Linked DNA regions of Sus scrofa: all the other regions are linked to region 3. Evidence: chromatin contacts called from public HiChIP or PLAC-seq data. All regions are on one chromosome and are shown on one strand. The core of a region is the stretch at or near the end of the contact, and the rest is flanking DNA. Distances in the headings are between cores, read along the strand shown.

What was found. HiChIP or PLAC-seq counts read pairs in DNA pulled down with a chosen protein or histone mark.
Region 1: an H3K27ac HiChIP or PLAC-seq map of alveolar macrophages shows a contact between it and region 3. The contact joins the enhancer-like site here to the promoter of COQ10A in region 3. A contact is called at or near these places in 5 of 47 Hi-C or Micro-C datasets (alveolar macrophages, embryonic fibroblasts, heart right ventricle and 2 more) and 1 of 2 datasets of contacts at active chromatin or transcription factors (alveolar macrophages).
Region 2: an H3K27ac HiChIP or PLAC-seq map of skeletal muscle shows a contact between it and region 3. The contact joins the promoter of SMARCC2 here to the promoter of COQ10A in region 3. A contact is called at or near these places in 1 of 5 promoter capture datasets (liver), 6 of 47 Hi-C or Micro-C datasets (embryonic fibroblasts, epiblast stem cells, heart right ventricle and 3 more) and 2 of 2 datasets of contacts at active chromatin or transcription factors (alveolar macrophages and skeletal muscle).

What each region holds. Positions count from the first base shown.
Region 1 is chr5:21,786,460-21,789,159 of Sscrofa11.1, reverse strand. It overlaps MIP (lens fiber major intrinsic protein), which reads left to right. Exons shown (of 6, transcript XM_021092895.1): 6 at 1-120. Among named protein-coding and RNA genes, the nearest start is that of SPRYD4, 17 kb to the left of the region's middle. Within about 2 kb of position 1,364, at least 62 of the 83 cell types and tissues checked have an H3K27ac peak or open chromatin away from gene starts, as enhancers often do. A contact at or near this core is called in alveolar macrophages, omental adipose tissue and subcutaneous adipose tissue, where this site is marked.
Region 2 is chr5:21,585,401-21,588,100 of Sscrofa11.1, reverse strand. It overlaps SMARCC2 (SWI/SNF complex subunit SMARCC2), which reads left to right and starts at 1,324. Exons shown (of 29, transcript XM_001929168.6): 1 at 1,324-1,556. The coding sequence starts at 1,446. It overlaps TRNAS-CGA (a tRNA gene), which reads right to left and starts at 522; the gene lies at 441-522.
Region 3 is chr5:21,663,787-21,666,506 of Sscrofa11.1, reverse strand. It overlaps COQ10A (coenzyme Q-binding protein COQ10 homolog A, mitochondrial), which reads right to left and starts at 1,255. Exons shown (of 5, transcript XM_003126267.4): 1 at 911-1,255; 2 at 213-359. The coding sequence starts at 1,032.

The sequences.
Region 1 (2,700 bases), core at 115-2,614, 120 kb before region 3:
GGAGGGGCATGTACTTCTTTATTTTTAAATTTATGTGTGTGTGTTTTTTTGCCTTTTGCCGTGTGAAATCTTTCAAGTTGCATTCATGAGCTGGTTGGTGCAAACTTCCCTTCCTCCCCATCCCACCTCTCTTCGCCGCTGTGCGTGCATGGTTGTTTGTATGACTGTGAGTGAACATGGCTATGTCTGAGTTTGGGGGCATGGCGTGAGAGGTAGGGAAGGGAAAAGAGGTGTCATCCTACACCTTCCTCTCCCAACCTGGTGTGGTAAGTACAGGACACCAAGACCTTACGGCCTTTACCATAGTGCCAGTCAAGTGTATGGCTCTGGGTTTCTGAGGGAGCAGGGAAGCAGTTAGTTACTCCTTAGAGGAGGCAGGTGGAGAGAGAAGTGCAGGAGACTGAGGCATTCCAAGGGTTGGGAGAAGCAGCTGAAAGTTGGAGAGGAAATGGAGGTGTCCACCCCAGATCAGGATGCAGTTGTACCAAAAAGTTTTGGAGAAGTTAACAGGAGAGTGTAGCTTACTTATCTCAGGGATGCTTGCCCCAGGGACTTGGGTGGGGAAGTAGCTCTGAGAAAAGCGAACACTGGAGTTTGAATTGTTCTGTAAATCCACATCAACCTGTCTACACCACTTGGCTGGGTTTTGTTTTCATTCTGGCAGGATGGATCTCTTGGAGGCCCTGGGCCATTGAGCTCCCCAGCTGAATAAAGGGTGGGTGAACCTAGAATCTGGAAAAATTAAGTAGCTATCCTCCCTGTGTGGCCTCCAGGCAGATGATATTTAAGCCCAGAAGAGCTCCCTTAGGCCAAAACAGGAAATCTGATGCCTGGAGCAAAGGCAGAGGTAGGGGGAAGTGGTGGGAGAGAATTTGACCCTCAAGAGTTTTAATTTACAGCAGACCAAAACACTCTTCAAATGGCATCTTTCCGCTTTTATCACCAGTTCTAAAGTCGTCTTTATTTTCCTTTTCTGTGTTTGTCCTTTCACTTTTCTCTCATCTGTCCTTCTCATCTTCAGCAAATCTCTTCTAACTCTACACATGTCCCAGAAATTGATTCTTTCTATCCAACTCTTAATAATTCAAGAGACACCGTTTGATCCCTATCTTCTGTTGATGGGAAAATACTCATCTCAACAGGGGCCAGAGGAGACCCTGACCTAATGATCCTAATGATGAGTACTTATGTTAACCTCTTCCATTTTGAAGCCTCCTGCATGCTTCGCAAGCTTTAAACCTATACCTGTAGTAAGACAGACACCCCAGCCCAGCAAAAGACCACTTTCCCGCCTAGCTCAACTCTCCAATTCCTCACAAATAAAGCCTACCTTTTCTAACTAATCGTGGGTAAGACTTTGGAATAATCCACTTGACTAGGAGAAGGGGAAGAATGTCTGCACATTCACCTCTCCTCGGACTTAGATCCCAATTATTTTCATTCAGCAGGAAATCCACTGCGCTGTGAGTTTTGGCTCAATTTAAGGGACCGACTCAGATAAAACATTACTTGTACTCGCTTCCCTTTTTCTTAATTCATCACCAACATTCACCCCCCCCGCCCGCTCGGGGTCACATGGACCAGTCCTGTTCGCCCCGCCCCCTCCCTACGTAGGCGGGGGGCTGGTCTGGCGCTCCCGGGTGGCGGGAAACGTACTGCCCTGCGCGTGAGGGGCTCTGGTTCCGCGGGGATCTTGAAGACCGGCGGGGAGCGGGTGAGTGACGGTGTGGGCGAGAGGGCTCTAAGCAGCTTGCGTCCCTTCGAGCCGTGGGGGCACTCCTGGGAGGAGCGGAGTTCCCTTTCTTGCCACCCAGTTTAAAAGCAGGGGGCGGGACGCGCGCTTTAGGTGCGCACGCGCAATTCCCCACCCGGCGTTCTAGGTAGGTGCAGCACTGTTTCCAACTTACCTGGGATGGCCCCTTATTCTCCTCGTGCCACTCAGCACTGCTTTGCCCTCACGCGGGGTGGGGCTGTGATGCGAAGGGGCTTGGAACCCCTGAAGTAAGACAGGAGCTTCCCGGGCATTTCCACTTTGGAACTCCTTGTCCAGTTAAGACCTGGAAAAAAAGCCAGGTGGGCAGCTTGGAGCCAGAATTCACTGGTCGCTTGACTTAAATCTTGAGTTTTTATGAAATGAATTTCTCATTCCCTTCCCTCCTTTCCCTCGCTGGCCCATCAGCCATTAAGTTCCATCCCTGAAGCCACTCAGTTCTTTACTCGGCCCTTGTGCTGCCATTACATAATTACCTTTATAAAAGTCAATCTGGACATTTCAAATTAAATTTAAAACTCCTCTCTGGCCACCCACAGTCAGGTTTAAATCCTTAGTGGGTGTCCAGGGTCTTTGGCAGTCTGGCCCTGATCCTCTCAGCTCATTTTTTTTTCTATGTTTTCCTGTCTCATGCCCTTTATACTCACAGCCCTCAGAAAATTGTGCTCTTTCATGCCTCAGTACCTATGCTCCTGCTGCTCCTGCTGCTCCTTCTGCCAAATGAACTTCATTTTCAGGATTGAGCTGAATTGTACCTCTGAAAACCTCTATTTCCAGACATCCTAGGCCAAAGTAATCACTTTTTTCTTTGTGTCCCTGATGTATTTTACCTCTCTATTATCAGTGGCACTTATACAGCCAAAAGGTTACTGAGCTCCCACCATGAACTGTGTGTGCACTGTGCTCACGGGTGGAGAGAAATGAATAGA
Region 2 (2,700 bases), core at 75-2,574, 78 kb after region 3:
GATTCGTTAACCGCTGAGCCACAGCAGGAATGCCTCTGGGTCTTCATTCTAATAAGATCTACAAGATGGGACATCTGTTCATGAACTCCAGAGGTGCCCTCTTTACCTGGGAATTCTAGTTTTGACTATACTAGCACAAGCACTGACATTCCCAACAAAACTTAACTCTTCTTCAACCAAATCCTTTGCTCTGCCCTCCCTAAAGAATGAAACAACGTATGCCAAAACTCTGCTTGCAAACCTGAAGTTACGGAACTCTGAAAGTGCCTTGCATCCTCGCAGCTAACAGAGTTGGTTGTGCATAATCACGCTTCTCATGATTACCCTCATCCCACACAAATCCAGGATTGGGACCTTCTGGCCCCTGTTTCCGAGACACGAAGTGCTTGAAGGGCAGGTGGCAAGACTAGAGTCTCCGTATAAAGGGGAAAAAAAGTGACCGTCACGAACAGGATTCGAACCTGTGCGGGGAAACCCCATTGGATTTCGAGTCCAACGCCTTAACCACTCGGCCACCGTGACTCACGAAGCTGTTCTTCGCCGCGCGCTTACAGAAGGGGTCCGCATAGCGACCAGGAAGGGCGTGTGACAGCGAGAAGCTGGGCCAGGCCTAATACACAACCCAATGACCTCCTCCCACCCCGCTCCTTACCGCTTCCTCCATGCGGCTCAAAGGAAGAGTCAAGCGGACCGGGTGACCCTAGGAGGGAGGGGCTCCCACCCAGCGAAGACGAGGGTCTTAAGGAGCGCCAAGCTATTTAGGAGGCGATGGCGAGGCCTGCAGAGGAAGCGGTTGGGGGAAAGGGGCTGGGTCCCACGGTAGCGGCTCCGGGATTCTTCGGGTTATGGGGTGAGAGGGGTACCTGGGACAAGGAGTTAGGAGCGATGGAGGCTCCGGAGAGTTTAAACGGGAGTCTCTTGGGGATGGATGAAAGGAAGGATCTTTTTGGGGAAAAAGACCTGGGGTTCCTTGGAATTAGGAACTCTGTCGGTTTAATAGCTACGAAAGCAGTCGCAGTCATGGGCTGGGGGCTCCTTAGGCAGGGGCAACGCTTTGGCGTGGTACAGAGTGTACCCCGCTCCCCCGGCTGAGAAGCAAGAAAAGGCTTCAGTTAAAAAGGGATCTCAGGGGAGTGTGCGCCCCCTCCAGGAAGCAGCCTCCTCCCCAAAGCTCTGGCCTCCGCCGCCGCCGCCGCCGGGGAGGCCGCCAGGGTCCGCCCCGCTCCCGGGGCTCCGCCGCCGCCGCCGCCGCGCCCTGACGGCCGGCAGGGGGCGCTGCGCGAGCCGGGGCCGGCCTAGGCGGCGGGAGGCGGCGGCCGCGGCGGCGGGAGGCGGCGGGAGGCGGGCGGAGGAGGAGGCGGAGGAGGCGGGAGCTGAGCTGAGCGGGGCGGGCGGCCTCGGCGGCGGCGGCGGCGGCGGCGGCGGCGGGGCCCGAGCCCGAGAAGATGGCGGTGCGGAAGAAGGACGGCGGCCCCAACGTGAAGTACTACGAGGCCGCGGACACCGTGACCCAGTTCGACAACGTGCGGCTCTGGCTTGGCAAGAACTACAAGAAGGTACGTGAGCAGGGCCGCGCGGGGGCTGGGGGCGGGACAAAGGGACCGCGGCCCCGCGGCCCCCCGGATCCTGCCCACCCTCCCGCGGCCCGCGGCCCCTCCCCCGCGGCGGCCGTAGCAGCCCCTGCGCGCCTTCCGCCGCCCCGCGCCCCTCCCCCAACCTCTTTTACTGCCCCCCCCAGCCGCTGATTCCAACCCCCGCCCCCACGGCTGCGCCCTCTGCCCCTTGTTTTTCTCCGTTGCCCCGGCGGGTCCCGGTGCCAGCTGCCCACCCATCCAAGCCATCGCCTTCCGGGCTTTTCCGGGAGAGACGGCCAGGGTGGACCCGGTGCCGAATGGGCACCCCCCCTACCCCCCGCCCTTACAACGTGCCCGCCACGGTGCCCGCCAGAGCTCCCCACGGAGCCAGGTACCAGCAGGTTTGAGGCCTCTCCTGTGCTTTGTGTATGTTCAGAGAGAGATGATGAAAGCAGAAGGGTAAACAGCCACAGAGCAGGCCCTTGACTGCTCATCAGCCTGAGAAAGGCCCCCACCCCGAGATCACCTGTCTCTACCGCTCCAACAGAACCTCTTTGGAAGGCAGAGTGTAGGAGTTCCAGGCAGCTACCCCTTCTAAAACCATTTTCAGGGTCACAATGAACTCACCCCACCACCTGGCCGTGCCTTGCCTTGGGTTTGGGGTTCAGGACCAGGATACACTTTATGTTTGTAGCCCCCCACGCCATAACAGGACATAATAAGGTAGTGAACAAAGGGTTCAAGAAGCCTTACCTGTCTTCTACCAAACCTGTTCCTGGTGGTGTCTTTGTCTTTAGGCCTGGTTGAAAGGAACATTGCTACATAGGGTTTTTCTCTGGAAACCGTCTGCCTCTCTCTTCCTCTCACTACCCCCAGTTAGGGGTTCTCTTTCTGACTTTCCTTCAGCTCCCCAGTTCTTCCTGCTCAGCTTTGCAGCCTGTCAGAAGCATGATGGGCGGTTTAGGAGAATGCCCCTCTGATCCTGGTCAGGAGCCTGGCCCTGTTCTGGAAGGTCTCTCCTCTCAGGTGTCAGGATCCTGACAAACAGCTGCTGGGTGTGTGGCTTTTCTGTACCCCAGTGTGAGACTCTTGTTCCCAGGCTTCTTACCTTTGATCTTTTGGAAGC
Region 3 (2,720 bases), core at 6-2,505:
TAGTCACATTTCACTTAATGCACAGCAACAAAGAAGGGGGAAATTAAGGCCGACAGAGGAGGATAAAGGATCGGTAATATAGCTGGGGAGAATGGGATGGCCAGGGATGAATCCTGCCCCCTATCGCCATCCTTATGTTCTAGCCAGGACATAGTTTTTTGTTTAGAGGGAAAGGGAATGTGCAGAGAAGCTAAACAGGAGAGGATGCTCACCCCATGATCCTACGCTCGGAGTAAGCCTTTCGCTTGTTGGTGAAGGGGGCAGCAAAGCCCATAAAGGAACGTCTGGGAGATAAGTCAGCCTCAGCCGCCAAGACCTGGACAGCCCGGGGCAAGAAGAGGCTGCAGGACATCAGAAATCTAAGGCCAAAAGGAAAGGAGAGAGAAACGTCACGAATCTTTCCTTGTGTTCCTCAACCAGGTGAAAGTGAAGAGGGGCATATCCCCGAGGAAGGTCGTCCAGACAAGCTTTCCCCCTAGCACCTGCTGCAGCCCGCCAAGCTCCCCAGCCAGGCAGTCACGAGTGCGAAAAGGTCGAGGGCGGCTGAGGACAGTGCCCAGAGAGGAGATGGGAAAAAGCGGGGTGCGTGCGAAGCTCCAGTTGCCTTAGACTGGAGGGTACGCTGTTGCTGAATGCGAGGGCTCTAAAGAAACATCATAGTCCGCTGAGCCTCGCCAACCGCATTGGTGCAGGATGCCCATGAGGGGCAAGAAGTGGTTCGGTACCCACCCTGGGGACTCCGCCTCGCGAAAAACTCGCAAAAGAGTCCCCAAAGCTCTGCATTAGATGCCACGGTGCCGCTGCCGTCCACGCTGCGCTTGCAGCCAGACTCGCAACCCTCCATCACGGAACTTCGGGGTACTGGAAGACCCTCTTTGCTCGCGCGCTGCCTCCCGCACCACCGTCTCACCTCATTGGTCCTGGCGGTCGCAGAGGGCCCGGGGGCGGGGCCGGGCGCACAGAGAAGCCACCGCAACCCCGGGCAGCGGCGCGCGTACCCGCCGGGAGCCGCCGCGCGCCCGCCGAGGCCATGCGCGCGACCCTCCCTTGCCCTTTTGGCTCTGATACCCGCTGCGCCTTCCTCACTCCAGAGGAAGAGCGGAGGGAAGCGATCGCTGGGCGAGTTCAGGGCCCCCGAGGGCCGGGCCGGCGGCTCCTCCCGCCCGGGCGACTGGGTAGCCTAGAACTGAAGCCGCGACCGCTGCTCCCGCGGCTCTCAGTACCCCCACGTCACGCTGTTGCCATGGCTCAGGACCCGGAGAGGGGGGAAGGAAGGGGACCACGCGGCCTGTCGGGAGATGTAGTTTCGCACCTCTGGCGAGAAAAGGGAGCTGGAGTTAGTGTTTGAAAGGATGCAGAACGAGGTCGCCAGGGAAACTAATTTAGCGAGTCCGTAGTCACAGACTTGATACATAAGCACAGAGGCGACTTCATGGGCCTGTCGACTGCAGAAGCCCGTGGGTCTTCTGAATGTTTTTCTTAGAACCTTTACCATATTTTGCCTTGTTTATAGTTAGAAGTTCCTTTGATCTTTGTAGCCTCCATAGTGCCTAGTATCTTTGAGAAAGAAAATTAAATTAACCTTCCAAGCTCTGGGATAAGAGTTTGCGTAGTTTTCTCTTTTGATATTTATAGAGGGAGTTCTCTTGTATCTCAGTGGGTTAAGGATTCAGCATTGTCACTGCAGCTCAGGTGGCAGGGTTCGATCTCTGGCCGGAGAACTGTAGGTACAGCCAAAAAAAAAAAAAAAAAGAAAAGAAAAAGAAAGAAAAAGATGTTTATGCTATTGCAGTGCAATTCAAGCCTCTCTGCTTTAGTCTTTAGAGCATAAATCTTTTTTTTGTGTGTGTGTGTGTCTTTTTGCCATTTCTTGGGCCGCTCCTGCGGCATATGGAGGTTCCCAGGCTAGGGGTCCAATCGGAGCTGTGGCCGCCAGCCTAAGCCAGAGCCACAGCAGGGCAGGATCCCAGCCGCGTCTGCGACCTACGCCACAGCTCACGGCAACACCGGATCGTTAACCCACTGAGCAAGGGCAGGGATTGAACCCGCAACCTCATGGTTCCTAGTCGGATTCATCAACCACTGCGCCACAATGGGAACTCCAGAGCATAAATCTTTAGCCATGCCCTCCACATTCAGGAAATCTTTAGCTGAGTAGTGTTGTGAGGGTGAGGGGATACAGCTAGCATCCATGAGGATGAGGATTTGATCCCTGGCCTTGCTAAGTGGGTTAAGGATCCAGCGTTGCCATGAGCTGTGGTTGTAGGTCCAAGAGATGGCTTGGATCCTGTGTTGCTGTGGCTGTGGCTGGCAGCTGCAGCTCTGACTCGACCCCTAGCCTGTGAACTCCCATATGCTGCAGATGCCCCCTCCCCCCAGAAAAGGAGTTCTCTTGTGGCTCAAGAGGTTAAGGATACAGCCATTGTCACTACAACAGCTTGGGTCTCTGCTAAGGCACGTGTTCCACCTGCTGGCATAAGAACACCTGCTGGGGGTAACTGCCAAAAGAAAAACAAAGACTGTTACTTTGGGGTCTAATTGTTGTATGGAACAGAGATATCTTGTCCAGAAACAGGGGACTGGGGACAGATATAAACTCTCCATCTCTCCCCTTGGAGATTGGCATTCATTTTGGGATTTCTACCAGATATGGATTGATTTTATTTTATTTTTATTTTTATTTTTTTATTTTTGTCTTTTTAGGACCACACCTTCAGCAT